2 separate regions of the Mus musculus genome follow, and region 2 is linked to region 1. A link is a contact called in public HiChIP or PLAC-seq data. All regions are on one chromosome and are shown on one strand. The core of a region is the stretch at or near the end of the contact, and the rest is flanking DNA. Distances in the headings are between cores, read along the strand shown. Region 1 holds the start of Pnpla8 (patatin-like phospholipase domain containing 8). Region 2 overlaps Nrcam (neuronal cell adhesion molecule).

Region 1 (7,331 bases), core at 2,693-5,192:
AGGGCAGTATCTGTGAAGCTTTAGTTAAAAGACTCATAGGTGTCAAGATCTCTCACCTGGGGAATAAATCCACATCAAATATAGTATAAATGGCCATGCATCCTGCCCCTCCCCACACACCCCCAACCCCGCCCAGCCTGCCTCCTTCCTGGGAACCAGAAAGCCTGACTATAGGATTATGTTATAAAGCTACCTTTACCTCAAAATGATGTGAGACCTCAACTTCTACCACAAGGGCCCTCATTTCCATTGAGGAGCCCAAATCATATTGTCTATAGCTTTAATCACTCTTCTATTACTCCTAACAATCTGTCTCAGTGTCCTTCTTGAATCCACATCTGATTACGTACAGGATTCCCATATATAATTAAAGGTATCCCCTACCCCTTTCTTAAAATCTGTGACTTTAATGAGGGATGCAAGGATTCCTTGCCATGCAGCATAATATATTCACAGGCTCCAAGGACTGCTTGTAACAGGACCTCAGACATTAGTAGGCTAAACCTTAGGACAACTGATATCATGTTAGAAACAGCATTCAGGCCTTGAAACCCAGCAATCCAATGCCTGCCAAAAAAGGAATAAAGACCTGGCCCATCTGCCAAAATAGGAACAAAGGTTAAGTCTACATTCTGGGATGTGTCTGGGAAAGTCTGAGCGAAAAATCCCTAACTGTGCCAACCATACTTTTTCACTTCTGTAGTTCTGCTTCGTGCTAAGTGAAATGTGCCAACCAGGATATGGGGTTGTTGTGCATAAAAGGCTAAAAAAAAAAAAAATGCTAAGACACGGAGCTGTACAACTTGGGCAAGTTCCCCATATAGCTGCTGGACTGCAATAAAGACTTTCTTGTCGTCTTTAAGAGTGTTCACGTGGTAGTCTCTGGTAGGCTTACCTCACAAGAGCTTAGACTACACTTTTCAGGACACCATTTCCCTGCCTACCACAGTGACTACCCTAAAATTATTTTTAGGCCTATCTCTTACATAATTTGTGCAAATATCCTGAAGCATGTGGCTTTATTAATTTTGGTCATAATTATTAAGTTTTGTTTGAACAATGAAGAGTCTAAAATGTCCTTTGAGGAAGTTCTATTTTATTTATTTATTTTTTAATTTTTTTCCATTTTTTATTAGGTATTTAGCTCATTTACATTTCAAATGCTATACCAAAAGTCCCCCATACCCACCCACCCCCACTCCCCTACCCACCCACTCCCCCTTTTTGGCCCTGGCGTTCCCCTGTATTGGGGCATATAAAGTTTGCGTGTCCAATGGGCCTCTCTTTCCAGTGATGGCCGACTAGGCCATCTTTTGATACATATGCAGCTAGAGTCAAGAGCTCCGGGGTACTGGTTAGTTCATAATGTTGTTCCACCTATAGGGTTGCAGATCCCTTTAGCTCCTTGGGTACTTTCCTTTGAGGAAGTTCTAATGAGCCAGACTTTAACAGTTAGTAGAAAGAGGGACTATGTACTTAGAGGAGGGAAATACCCAAACAAGATAAAATAACCAATAGCCCTTTGCTTAGAATGAAAGTGTCAAGTACGTGATATGACAGGCATATGTCTGTTTTACATAGGTGAATAGCTAAACAGTTGCTACACTTATCTTTATTCCAAGTGTTAACTGTTTTCTGAAGGCATTACTCTGCTGTTAATATGCAAGGTAATCTACTTTGTACACTACTGAATTTATTTATTTTGGTTGAAATTAAATGATAAAATATTTTTCTTCCCCTAAATTTTATAATATAGAATTGTAGTGTCAATGATTGGACAGGTAATATGTCAGATAAGAAAACAGAAACACAAATACAGCATTATACTTCTGGCCTGTAGGGAAAATGCCAGGATACAAATGAATAAATCACAACCCCGAGCAGTGAGGGCTAGAGGTGAAGCAAGTTTAAGTACAATAAATGGTTTGCTCTATGGGAGCAGGAAGAGTTTCTTGGTTTAAGTACAAATCTGAAGGCTAGGACAGGAGGAAATCTGAGCCAAGAGCATGTACAGAGGCACTAATTATGAAAAGGCTCAATGTTTATGGTAAAATAATGGTGTTTCTGGAAGGTAAAAAATACTGGGCAAGGGGTGAGAAGCCACACAGTTAAAGCTTGTCACATCCCTGTGGTTTACCGAAGAAGTGCTCCTGGCCCAATCTTTCTGCTCTGGGAAAACACATGATCATTTTGCAATTCTGAAAGATAACTTTCCCTGCAGAAGAGACTGGGTTAGAGGTTAGTTACAAACTGTAGAACCAGTTTATGTGAGACTGACATACAGCAAGCTCTACACTAAGGAAAAAGGAGGGCGAGAGCACAGAGCTGAAGAAATTGTAAGAGATGGTAAAGGAAGATCCATTAAGCTTTATTTCTGATTAGAGGTAAAATTACTGACAAGGGAAGGAGAGGAGGAATTGACAGTTGCATGGAAATTTCTAACATAGGAAGAAAATCTGGGTATATTATCTAACTTAAGGAATTACATTATTAAACATTAGAAACAAAGGGAGAAGGCATGGTGAGTTACTGACTGCTTGACCAAGATTTAGTTAGGTTCCTTTTATGACTTTTCACAGTACCTGTCATCTTTTGGCCTCTGCCTTGGACCTATCTAAGTCCAGTGTTAGGAGGAATCGTCTAAGTTGATATGAAATTAATCCCCACTCTTGGTATCTGGTCATTCTCATCTTCTCTCACCAAGAATCTGCTTCTTTTCAGCAAGAATGTCTGTTACCTTTGACGTGATGTCATTTCTTAGTAATCTTCCATCCAATGACCACCCCCTTTGCCTACTGTTCTAAACTCTACTCTTTGTTGTGTCAGAACCTGGAGCTGACAGCTCACTATGGTAATAGTTCTGACCTTCTACCATTTCAATAGTGTCAGGGTATTTTAATATTAGTAAATTAATAATAAAAAAATCAAGAGCTAAAGTTATTTCCAAGCCTTTCTTAATTTTTGGAGTACATATTTGAGCTGTTGTGAGGCTATTTAACAGCTAATACACTGCTAGGGTTTACCAGACAGTATGGTAGACACAACCCAATATCATGTGTTAACCAAATGCCTAGTATGCTCATTTACTCTTTTTTCTTTTTTTTCTTTAATTTTTAGGGGAAAGAAACGTCAAGGTCTCCTCATGTAGCCTGCTCTCGCCTCGAGTTTATAGGCCTACTACATTTTTTACCTTTGTAATGTTTAACCTCTGTAATCCAAAGCCCCTTAATTAAAAACTGTCAGTGAATCTGGCAGCACATGTAATGCCCTTCCTAAAGGGCTTTACAATCATTTTCATTTTAAGGGCTGGCCCTCTGCTACTCTTGAAGGTGAACACTGAGGTCCTAATCTGATGGTCTAGTTAACTAGATAGCACTAGACCTGTGGCGGGTTGTAGTTTGCCTCCCTGGTATACAAAAATTTCAACGTGTTGATTACAAGACCATCAAAGGGGTAGTACACGCTAACTCCCACAAGATGGTATATGACAAAGAGCTTTTAAGTTGACAGACCCCGTAGCTGTTCTAGAAACAAAGAGGAGGTATCACCACAGCAGGATCACAGGGTCCAGCCAGGCTGCTCACATCCAGGCTGCGGTTAAAGCGGTTCCCTGGAACCTAGGCAACACAGCGCGCGCAGAGTCTTCTGGCACGCTCAGCCCAGCTGAACTTATTTCTGAACTATTGGTAACCCGCAAGCAAGCAACCAGGCACTCTACTCTGAGACAGCGCTGAGATTAAAAGCCATTGATCTCCGCCTAACCGTCACAACAGATCATAAAAGTAGCACTTGCCCCTTCCGAAGCGGTGCCTCTCCCAAGCACTCAGCTCCAACAAACTCCCCGCCCCTCCCTCTCTCCACAGCCACGCCCTATTACGTAGGCTTAGGAGGGCAGAAGGCAGAAAAACAGGCCCTAGAGCTTGCGTCACTTCCGCTGGGGGCGGGGCGTAGCGGTGGGTGGTGCTGGTCACGCCAGTGTTTGGGGTCCGGGCGCCGCAGCTGCGAGCAGGCCGGGCGGGCCGATGCGGACCTCAGAGCTGGCGGGAGGCGAGTGGCGGCCGCGGCGCCCGTGACTACTGCCTGCGTCCCGGTGAGTGGCCGGAAGGCGGCGGGGTGGCAGGTGGCCTCCGTGGCGTGGGCGCTTCGCCGGGCTCTCCCGCGGGCGTTTCGGAGGCCCGATACGCAGGCCTCGGGGTCCTGGCGGGCGCTTGGCCCCGACGCCCCGATGCCGCGGGCGTGGCCGCCGGGTGTTTTGGTTGGTTGCGCCCCGCCCCCGCCGGTGGTCCCGCCCAGCCCCTCTCTGCAGTGGCACGCCGGGTCCTGAATGGGCTGTTCTCTGGCAGATCACTGGAGACGCGACGTTTTCTCTGATCTACCTCGACCTTGACTGGGCAGCGTGTGCTTTGTGTTTTGGTGGCTGGATATTTTTACTTCTCAGCGATTTGCTTTTTCTTCCCGTCCTATCCCAGTGCGCTGTTGCTTAAGCAGAACCAGATGCGCGTCCCTTTTAAAAGATGAAAAAAACTGTATGAGTCAGCAGGTTGCAGAGCCTCTTGTCACTGTCATTTCTGTCATGATGCTGGGGGCGGGGCGGGGGGTGGTACGACCAGTTTTCACGCCCATTACAGCAATAACTTTAAAGAAAAGTGACCTTCAAGGAATATCTTAGGAGATAGATGTGACATAAGCGGCTATCCTAGAATGCATTTAAAATTACCATTTTCATTTCCAAGTTGTATTATGGACCGAATTCCTGATTGTCAAAAATATATTTCAGGTTCTCAAGGCGGTTCATTACCACAAGGAAATGGGAAGAATGTTTTTAAAAAGTGAGGATTATTATAAAAGTACATAAGAGTGAATTGAAAAGCTTATGTTTTAGTGAAGCAGTCAGTTGTACCAAATTCCATATAGCTATTTTGTGAAATTCGGTATGCATATTAGATGAATCTCCAATATAAAGACCTCGCTTCATAGTTTTTGCTAATTGTTCTATTCTCTATCTTGTTTTGTATTTCTCCATCTAATTTTAAAATCTTGGTAACAGTGGCCCTCTTCATAATGATGTCAGATTAGTGAAAAGGTCAGCTGCACTAGTCTATATTAATACATCCATACTTTCCCATGCAGAATTGATACAAGAACAGTCTGTACTTGAAGTTGTTTTTTTCAGCCAGTAAAGATGGGATTTGTTACTTTATTTGGGGCACATAACGTTTGTGCAAAGGTCAGAGCTAGACTCTTGTTTCACCTCCAGTTCCAACTCACTCCCAATCGCTTGTATTTTATTCGGTTTACTATCCTTTGCTTTTAAGAGGATCCTTTCCTTCAGTGCTTCCTGGTTTGCTTGAGTGCTTTTCTTCCTGTTCCTAACTTTGGGTACCACTCAAAGTTCTATCCACATTGTTCTCCTCAAAACAAATTTAACTTTTTGAAACCAAAGTCATACATAAATATCCTGAAATGTCAAGGAAATTATAGGGTGCATTTATTTGTAGCTGAGCATTTTAAAAAAGAAAGAAGCTTATTTTTGTTAAGTCCTGGGTATCCAAATACTGCAGGCCATCTCATTTGGCCTTGAGGGTCCAGTTGTTATTGTGTTGCATTTTGTCATACATAAATGTAGTCTCTCTATTTCTATTTCAGTGCCCTGTCATTACTGCATTCTGTAAATATGGAAGAAAATATAGTTTCTTCTATGTTAAGCTGACCCCTTTCCAGGTCTTTCATATTCACAAGTGGCATTTTCACTCCATGTCTGATTTGAAAACTTAAGAGTTTTCTTGACAACTTCTCCTTAACAAGTCCTGTTTTTTTTTTTTAATTATTTTTGTCTTTAATATGTGTAGATGTATGTGTGTGTTTATAGTTAATGAAGTCATGAGTGCAAGTGCCTGCAGAAACAGAAAGAAGATGTCAGATCTCCTGGGAAGTGCAGACAGTTGTGAGCTGGCAGCTGAAAGGAGCCTAATCTGGGTTCTGGGATCCAAGCTCCAGGCTTCTGGAAGAAGAGTACACACTCTTAACCACTGAACTATCACTTTCTTTTGTAACTTTTTTTGTCTCTTCAAAATGTGGTTCACAGTAGAGCTCACTTCTACGTTCTTACACTGTTACTGTATTCAGACCCTTGTTGCCTGTTTGGCTGCATTATTGCAGTTGTCAAATGACATACTCTGTATATTCATTCTACACCTAGCATTTCCCTTCATCTCACAATGTCTGTTAGATAAAATTCCATTCCTTGCCCTAGAGTAGAACTAAGTCTCCCTTTCTGCTTAACACCTGCACTGTGCTGATACATAGCCCTCCTCCTTCTAGCTCTGTCCCCAGGTCACAGCACTCTTCACCTTTTCATTCTTTTTCCTACTTTTTTTTTTTTTTTTTTTTTTTTTTTTTTTTTTTTTTTTTTTTTTTTTGGTTTTTCGAGACAGGGTTTCTCTGTATAGCCCTGGCTGTCCTGGAACTCACTTTGTAGACCAGGCTGGCCTCGAACTCAGAAATCCGCCTGCCTCTGCCTCCCGAGTGCTGGGATTAAAGGCGTGCGCCACCACGCCCGGCCTTTTTCCTACTTTTGCTGTAACTTTTGTTGTGGTTGACTTTCCCCTCAAAACATTTTCAGTGCACTTTCTTTTTCTTTTCTTTCTTTTTTAGATATTATTATTACTATTGATTTGTATGTGTGTGGGAGTGCACAAGCTAAGGTGCATGTGTAGAGGTCAGTGGACAACTTGGAATTCGTTTTCTCTTTCCATCCAGTAGGTACTGGGGATTGAACTCAGGTCATCAGGTTTGATAGTAAGCACCTTTACCAGTTGAGCTATCCTCCCTCTCTCTCTCTCTCTCTCTCTCTCTCTCTCTCTTTCTTTCTTTGTTGAGTTATTTATTCATTTTATATCCTGAACACTGCACCCCTTCCTCCTGGTCCTCCCTCACAAGTCTCTTCTCCCACCTCCCTCTCCCCTTCTTTTCGGAGAGAGGAGGAGGCCCTTTGGGTATCACCCCATCATTGCACATCAAGACACAACAGCTTCTTATGCAGGAAAATAAAGGAACAATTGCTTTCCATGTTGATACATGATATGCCAGACTAATTCCAATGTGGATACATGATATCCAGGACATTTCTGAATGCTGACAAGTTCCTTGCAGATACAAGATAACCTGGACTTCATGACATTTATGTACCAAATATTGAGGACTGCTCCTTTTTTTAATCAATTAATTTATTTTTTATTAGATATTTTCTTTAAATAGATTTCAAATGCTATCCCGAAAGTTCCCTATACACTCCGTCCGCCCTGCTCCCCTACCCACCCACTCCCGCTTCT
Region 2 (7,331 bases), core at 3,286-5,785, 270 kb after region 1:
TTTATGTGTTTGTGGTTTTATTTGTTGGCTTTGAGACGACATCTTGCTTGTAGCCCAAGATGAACTTGGACTCACTATTAGCTCAGGATGGCCTTGAATTCCCAACCATCTCCCTAAGTCAACCTCCCAGGTGCTGAGTTCATGTTACAAAAAACATGCATGCATCCATACATCCATAATACATCCATAATACATAAACAGTATGTATACAATGAGAAATTTCAGAAATTCAGAGGTAATGTTGGAATGCTTTCTAGTCTGAATGATTGCTGACGTTTCTTGAAAAGAACATAAGTGGTTTCTGAAAAACAACCAGGACTTTGATAAGCAAATAGATTGGATACGGCTTTACAGGTAAAAGGATGGGATACAATAAGACAGGAAGATGGGCACCTTTGAGGCATATTGAAGGACTCACAGAAGGAAAATACAAAGAAGTCATCCAGAAAATAGTTACAAGGAAGTGGACAGAAGATGCTGGAATAGATCAGTCGGGTCACTGAGGGCTTTAAGTACCTGGTAAAGGATAGAATAAACTAATGTGGGGGTCTCTCAGTATCTCACCATAGAAGACCATTGAGAAAATAATTAATCAGTCCCTTTGAGGAGAGTGACTGCAGGGGATAGCCTGGAAGCCAGAGCTCAGCTGGCTCTGAAACTGTAGTGTAAGAAAGACTCTGAATTGTCAGTGTTCATCTGCTCTATCGGTGTGTAGGAGTTGAAGGGAACCTGTGACCATGCCCAGAACTCTCTCAGGGAGCATCTTCAGAATGAAGATGCCATTAGGCTTCCCCTCTGAAGTCTCAGGGCGCTTACTTTCCAACTGGCCTCAAAGTCAGGGTTTCTGACTTATTACAAAAGATATGGTTGCCTTCAAAGAGCTTGAACACAAATATTTAAAACGAAAATATCATAATAATGGGAAACGGGGCAGATTTTGCTTGACATCACCACAAATATTTCCGAACTGGTTTTAGATTTATGAATAAATGATTATTCCAGTCTCTGGGTTAAATATTTAAAACCCAGCTTCCCTTTTGGAATTCATGTATAATAGAGGGCTGATTATTCTGAGCTGCACATTTTTGCTCTTCATTTCCGTCTTTTAATACGTTATAATTATTCTCCTTCTCCCATCCCTTTTCAGTCCCCTGCATGAAAAATTATTTAAACGCCGCACACCAATCTTCCGTGAGAGAAGAAAAGGAAATTCCGTGCGTGGGTCTCAGCAGGAGTGCAGCTGATGCAGCTTAAAATAATGCCGAAGAAGAAGCACTTATCTGCAGGCGGAGTGCCCCTGATTCTCTTCCTGTGCCAGATGATCAGCGCGCTGGATGTTCCTCTCGATCGTGAGTATTAACAGTTTAAATCTCTTAGGCCAGCAGGCAGACCCTCCCCGTACTTACCTACTGTCACCCTGGGCTGTGTTGATGACAAAGTGTCTGCAGGACACTGAAAAGCTAATCAAAATTAATTTGGCTTCTACCTTCAGCACCTGGTGTTAATGAAGACACTGTAGAAAAGGATGGAAATGTCTGGACCTGCGGTCGGTCCCCTCTTCTTCATTATCTTTCTTTGCCTCAGGTGTCTTTTATGTGCAGTGGCGGGAGTGGCCTCAGAAGGAACTGGCGCAACCATCCTGAGCTTCCCAGTGGGTGGATCCTGTGAACCACTTTCAAAGGATGATGCAGACACCCCCACCCCACCCCGCTTATTGTCCCTCTCATGTTTACTTTCTTCCTTCATTGCTAAGGCATCTCTGAAACATAAAATAAAATAAAATAACTAGCAGGTGCTCTTGACATCCCTCTGAGCCTTTGTATCCTCAGGTCACCCAAACTTCAGACTTTATTCATCCTGATTCCGACAGACACACTCATTTCAGTTCCTAATTTGGCATCCAAAATGTGAATCTGTAAGAACAGTATGATGTCCACAAGCCTAGTGAATAAATAGTCTTGGCTTAAACTATGTGATCAAAGGCTCAAGTGGAAATTTTTGGTACTAAGACAAGACCTCCTAAATCCCTGAAGTGAAGAGGCAAACTGGGTTTCTGCAGTTCTCTCCCTCATTTCCCACAAAGTAAAATGTGCTTTAGATAGTCTCCCTGGCCTGAGTGGTTTGTTTATAGACAATAAAGACAATACTGGTTTCCAGCCAGCTATTTTCCTTACAGTGGAAAGCAGAATTTCAAATCTGAACAATTTCTATACTTCACAATTGATTTAACCTTTATCCCCAATCTACACGACCTCTTTAAAGCCATTAGCTTCCTGAGTAGAACATCTGTTTGGCAAGCTTTCTAAGGTGCAAGGAAGATAGCTGTTTCCCAGGGTTATCCAAATGCTGGTGTGTCCTTTTCTGCTGTAGAAGTTGCAACTATCTTTTGATACATATGCAGCTAGCTGCATATGTATCAAAAGATGGCCTAGTCGGTCATCACTGGAAAGAGAGGCCCATTGGACACGCAAACTGTATATGCCCCAGTACAGGGGAACTCCAGGGCCAAAAAAAATGGGAATGAGTGGGTAGGGAAGTCGGGGGGAGGGTATGGGGGACTTTTGGTATAGCATTGGAAATGTAATTGAGGAAAATATGTAATAAAAAAAATAAATTTAAAAAAAAAAGAAGTTGCAACTATCAGTGGGTTTCCTACACACTCCACTCACTTCCTGGGCCCTGCTTCTCTACACGAAAGTGCAACAAAATGCAACATTTTCATTTTAAAAGTTAATCATCCAATGACTTTAATTTAAAAATATGTAGATATATATTTAATTGAAATATGCATCCGCTTGAGCCCATTAGAGCAGGAATATTTAAGTAAGCATTTGCTCTGATAGATGTGCTGGAAAGATGGAAATCAGTGAGGGAAATGCTTTTGTTCTCTCTTGTGTTAAATATATTCCTCCTTAATCTGACTGCTCCATCTAACTATCAGGGGAAACCGGCACCTAGGGCTAACTCAATTATGGCAGCTAATGGAGACGAGGCAAAACCATGATGAAAATAAAGTCACGGGTAGCCTAGACTCTCCTGCATTAACCTTTGCTTTGCAAGCAGTAATGACAGGCAGCTCCGCACAATGATTGGAATTGCAAACAAACATGTCTTCGACCTACATATCCTTTCTTCAGCACACACAATGATCCTATATACGGAACCCAGTAATCTGGCTGACTGAGAATTCCAAAGCAGAAATATGTTAATAGTATAAAACCACCTTGGAAAAGAAACCATGGAGATGTGCATATCTTAAATTGGTGTTGGATTTGAGTTGGATGGAGAACTATATCCCATTGTGAGGTATCATTAGCATGTGCATCGTGTTGTCGGAGTAATAAGATCAGATACCACATAGAACGTGACGACTCAAATTAATTGTAGATTTCATTCATTTTTTCCAATTGAGCATAATTATCAATGCATTGCCATTCCTATCCTGGAACAGCCCCCCCCCCCCCCCCACAGCATACATAGCCTTTGTTCTTCCATATGTGGATGTGAGAAGCTGCTGCAGGGGCAAGCCAGACCACGAGTACCTCTTTCTTTCTCTTGTAATGTCACAATTTTAACTTTCACAATATGTTTATTTCTTTTTCTTTTTCTTTTTTTTTTTTTAAGGTCAATCCAAGTAGACAAAAGTGCCCCCTTTTATCTTTAAGGTGCTAACATTCTCCCTACTAACATCTGGTTTTCTCTAATCTTCTTTGCCCACTCCTGTGCTGATGCTGATGGGAATAAAGCAAAGCTCCTTCATGACTGTAAGTGTCTTTCTACAAACTACTGGGCAGCGTGGAAAGGGGACCACGCCCATGTTTCTTGAATTAATGGTGTGAAGCAGACAAACAGCATCGTGTTTTGTGCTTAGTGGTTTTGTAAGCATGTTGCTTACTATAGCTCAACACCTGGTTTGAATGCTAAGGCACAAATGTAATATATAGCCTTGCATGAATTATGTAGACTCTGATATTACTTTTGCCAACCTGCTGCTATTCTACTAACATCCAAGCTGTATTTAAATCTGATGTAACTCAATGAGAAAATTCAAAATTTTGGTGATGGTGGTGGTGGGGGGGAATGATTATTTTGTTTTAAATGCCATCGACTGGAACAGACACATATTTTTTGTAGAGGTTTGGAAGTTGGGAATATTCAATATACAGACACCTCATTCAAGTCCCTCTCTGACGGCTTTAGTCTTCAGAGCTGGGTAGAACAATGTTCCTAGGTGTTCTAAGGAGAAAAGCCCTGAAAAGAATATCTTAAAATAGAAGAGTATCTTAAAATAACAAGCTTCCTGGGAAGCTTCCCATAAGCAAAAATGTTTGCCGTTTCTGACAGCTGGGTAGCATTTATCATCCAGTGAAAAGATGGTCCATTTTCAGACATTTTCCTTTGATGCTGAGTTAAACAGACACATCGTGGTAAGTCACTTATTACTACAAAGCATTTGTTAATTGCCGTATGACCTAAGCACTATTGAAAAAGATACCTCCAGATGGCAAACTCCTGGCACAGCTGCAGGCACAGGAGGGGAAGCCCTGCATTTTAAAGCACAAAATTTGCATGTCTGGCACCTTATCCACCACCTATCACCCCCCACAAACGAACTGGATTAAATCACCCCAAGAACCCATTCTACCAACGTCTTTGTTCACCTTTTTGACAGAATAGAACTTGAAGAATTCCTTTTATTATCCCAAATGCTGTCCTCCCAGAATTTGAAGGTTGATCAATACAAATGTAGCTGGCCCAATCAGAATGCTTGAAGTTCCACTGAACAATCCCAGTGTTGGCATCCACTAGACACTTTCACACAAAGTGTGTTACTAATCCTCCCAGGACCAGTTGCAGGCCAAGTCAGCTTTTGAACCTCCTTTTCCCTTTGAGGACTTACAGGAGGTTGAGGCTCAAGTCTCCCAAATAATGAAAAACTGACAGCCAGTAACCTTCAGACAAAACTGCTGACCAGCTTTGGAAATCAACAAGATAAAAGCAGGAGGGTCCAAGTGCAGGGGAATGCAAGCTGGACTACCTCATTGCCCAGCCCCGAGCATGTCCTAGCGTGTTTGCATTGGGGGCCAGGTAAGCCTTAGTCATAGGAAAAGGCCCTAGACATTGTGAGATATATAGACACATGCTTGACCTCTACCTACTACAGGTAACACGTGTTCTACTCCAGAGGCATGAGGAACGAATTCCTTGGAGCAATTTAGAAGCATGCTCAAGGTCTCTAGACAGACTTTCCTCAGCTGGAACTGCTCTGGGTCAAAACAATTAGCTCTGTAGTTTCATATTAAAGGGCCAGGCAACACTTTGAAGAGCACATAGAAACAAGGTCTTCTAGAAAGAAGGATTTTAATCTCATTACTAACCCAGATAAGAGTGTTTTCTCTTCATTCCTAATTCATGTACCTCCTGGCTCTGGTAAGGCATGTTAAGGCTCCAATTTAACAATCTTTTGAACATGAGTTTTGTCAAGAGTATGTTTCCCTGAGATATAATAATTTACACCATTTGAATACTAATGAGCTGTATGTCGGTGACTCTATTGTAAGAAAGATTCAAATCTACCTTATAAATTATATTGACAGCCATTGCTTGACCCGAAAGAAGCATGGATTTCTCATTGTTACATCAGAAAAAAAAAGTTTGAATATTAGATTTGCATTAGTAATTATTTTCCCAGACTTTTGGTCTGGGAAAATGGACTTTGTAAGTGTGTGTGATGTTACCAAAGGGAAGTTGTGTCTTGACTTTCCAACTTTAGCTGAGTTATTTAGTTGAAGACTTAATGAGGATTTACTGCTGCAACAAATAACTGGGAATACTGGTGACATATTTAACCTAAGGCAAGTGATTTTGGTATAGAAAAGGTGGCTGCTATCATGGCAGTAAGTCATATAATACTTTTCCTTATTCTCTTTTACAATTAAGTGGTACAACCTCCAACCATCACTCAACAGTCACCAAAAGACTACATCATTGACCCTCGGGAGAATATTGTAATCCAGTGTGAGGCCAAAGGGAAACCTCCCCCAAGGTAAGCATGGTTCCTGCTTTCGATAGCAATGAAAGTAGTAGGGGATCTCAGAATATAGGAAAGTAGTCGGCCATCTCTCTGAATACAGGAAGGTTTGGGATCTTGATAGAATAGGCGAGGTCACGGGGAACGCTTTCTCTTAGTCGGATAGCTCTCACTGCGAGTAGCAGCAACACTTATGTCTATCTAACCAAATCCCCGGCTCATCTCAAGCTCTTCAAAGGTCTTAAAAATGTCTTCTTGGGTTCTGCATCTCCCCAAAGCATCAGTTATAGATTCATTGTCTCATCTCTCAGGTTAATAACAGCTCACGGGCTAAAGTCTGGAGTTTTGCATTCTCTATTCATGCTTTACTGTAAGTAAAGTGCTTATAGTGTGTGAGGAGCTAGGGAAAGTCACTCTAATCTTGGCTCTGATGCCAATAGTTTTTATTCATGTAAGCGAGGCCAAACCCCTTTTTATCTGGGCTTGTCTTTCTCCTTTCTCGTGTGTTGAAAAGAAAGAGAATAATTGTACTTGAAGGCTTCAACAGACTTTCCTACCTCTATACTGGCCATGGAATAGTCTGACACTGTTCTCCACACTTATCAGGATCCACTATGGGGATCTCAGCATGAGCGCTTCATAATCCAGTCTAAACAAAAGATGATGAAGATGGGAACTGGAGGGCCATCCTTTTCCACTGTCTGTCCAAGGCCCTACAGAGAGTGGCACAACTGCTAGTAGAGAAATATGGAGCATTCTATAGAGTTTGGTTGTTAAAATATAAGACTTTCAATAACTATTATATTAAAACAATTAAATTTTATGATTGTTAAATTATAACTTGAAATAATTTATAAATAAGAAAAGGGTGAATGTTTTAGGTATTTTATCTGCAATATATATATATATACACATATATAATCTGCAATATATATAAAGCTTATATATAAAAAGCTTATATATATATAGCTTATATAAAACTTATATATATATATATATATATATATATGTGTAAATAAGCTTTATCACCTAAGGAAAAACTACCTGGTTCTAGATACCAGTGTATGCCACCATTTTTATCAAAGTTTTACTCCAAAACAGTAACGCCATCAAATTGCTAAAAAGCGTTTTTCAGACAGGCCTCAATGTGCCTTTCTGCTTCATTCTTAGTTAATGCCTTCCATACGTGTATGGCAGGACTTCTCATTAGTTAGGGGTGATGAGTGTTTGCTCTGAGAATGAAGCTGTCCTGTGTACTGTTTGATGTGTAGCACTGTCCTTGGCCTCTGTCCACATAGTA

Evidence for each region. HiChIP or PLAC-seq counts read pairs in DNA pulled down with a chosen protein or histone mark.
Region 2: a contact with region 1 is called in an H3K27ac HiChIP or PLAC-seq map of epiblast stem cells, with 4 times the contacts expected there. The contact joins the enhancer-like site here to the promoter of Pnpla8 in region 1. A contact is called at or near these places in 16 of 115 datasets of contacts at active chromatin or transcription factors (DN3 thymocytes, cardiomyocytes, craniofacial prominence and 11 more) and 1 of 9 other capture datasets (adipose tissue).

What each region holds. Positions count from the first base shown.
Region 1 is chr12:44,265,212-44,272,542 of GRCm38.p6, forward strand. It overlaps Pnpla8 (patatin-like phospholipase domain containing 8), which reads left to right and starts at 3,943. Exons shown (of 10, transcript NM_026164.2): 1 at 3,943-4,090.
Region 2 is chr12:44,531,311-44,538,641 of GRCm38.p6, forward strand. Nrcam (neuronal cell adhesion molecule) reads left to right here. Exons shown (of 31, transcript NM_176930.4): 4 at 1,148-1,349; 5 at 5,941-6,046. The coding sequence starts at 1,244. Among named protein-coding and RNA genes, the nearest start is that of Nrcam, 210 kb to the left of the region's middle. Within about 2 kb of position 4,536, at least 7 of the 459 cell types and tissues checked have an H3K27ac peak or open chromatin away from gene starts, as enhancers often do. A contact at or near this core is called in epiblast stem cells, where this site is marked.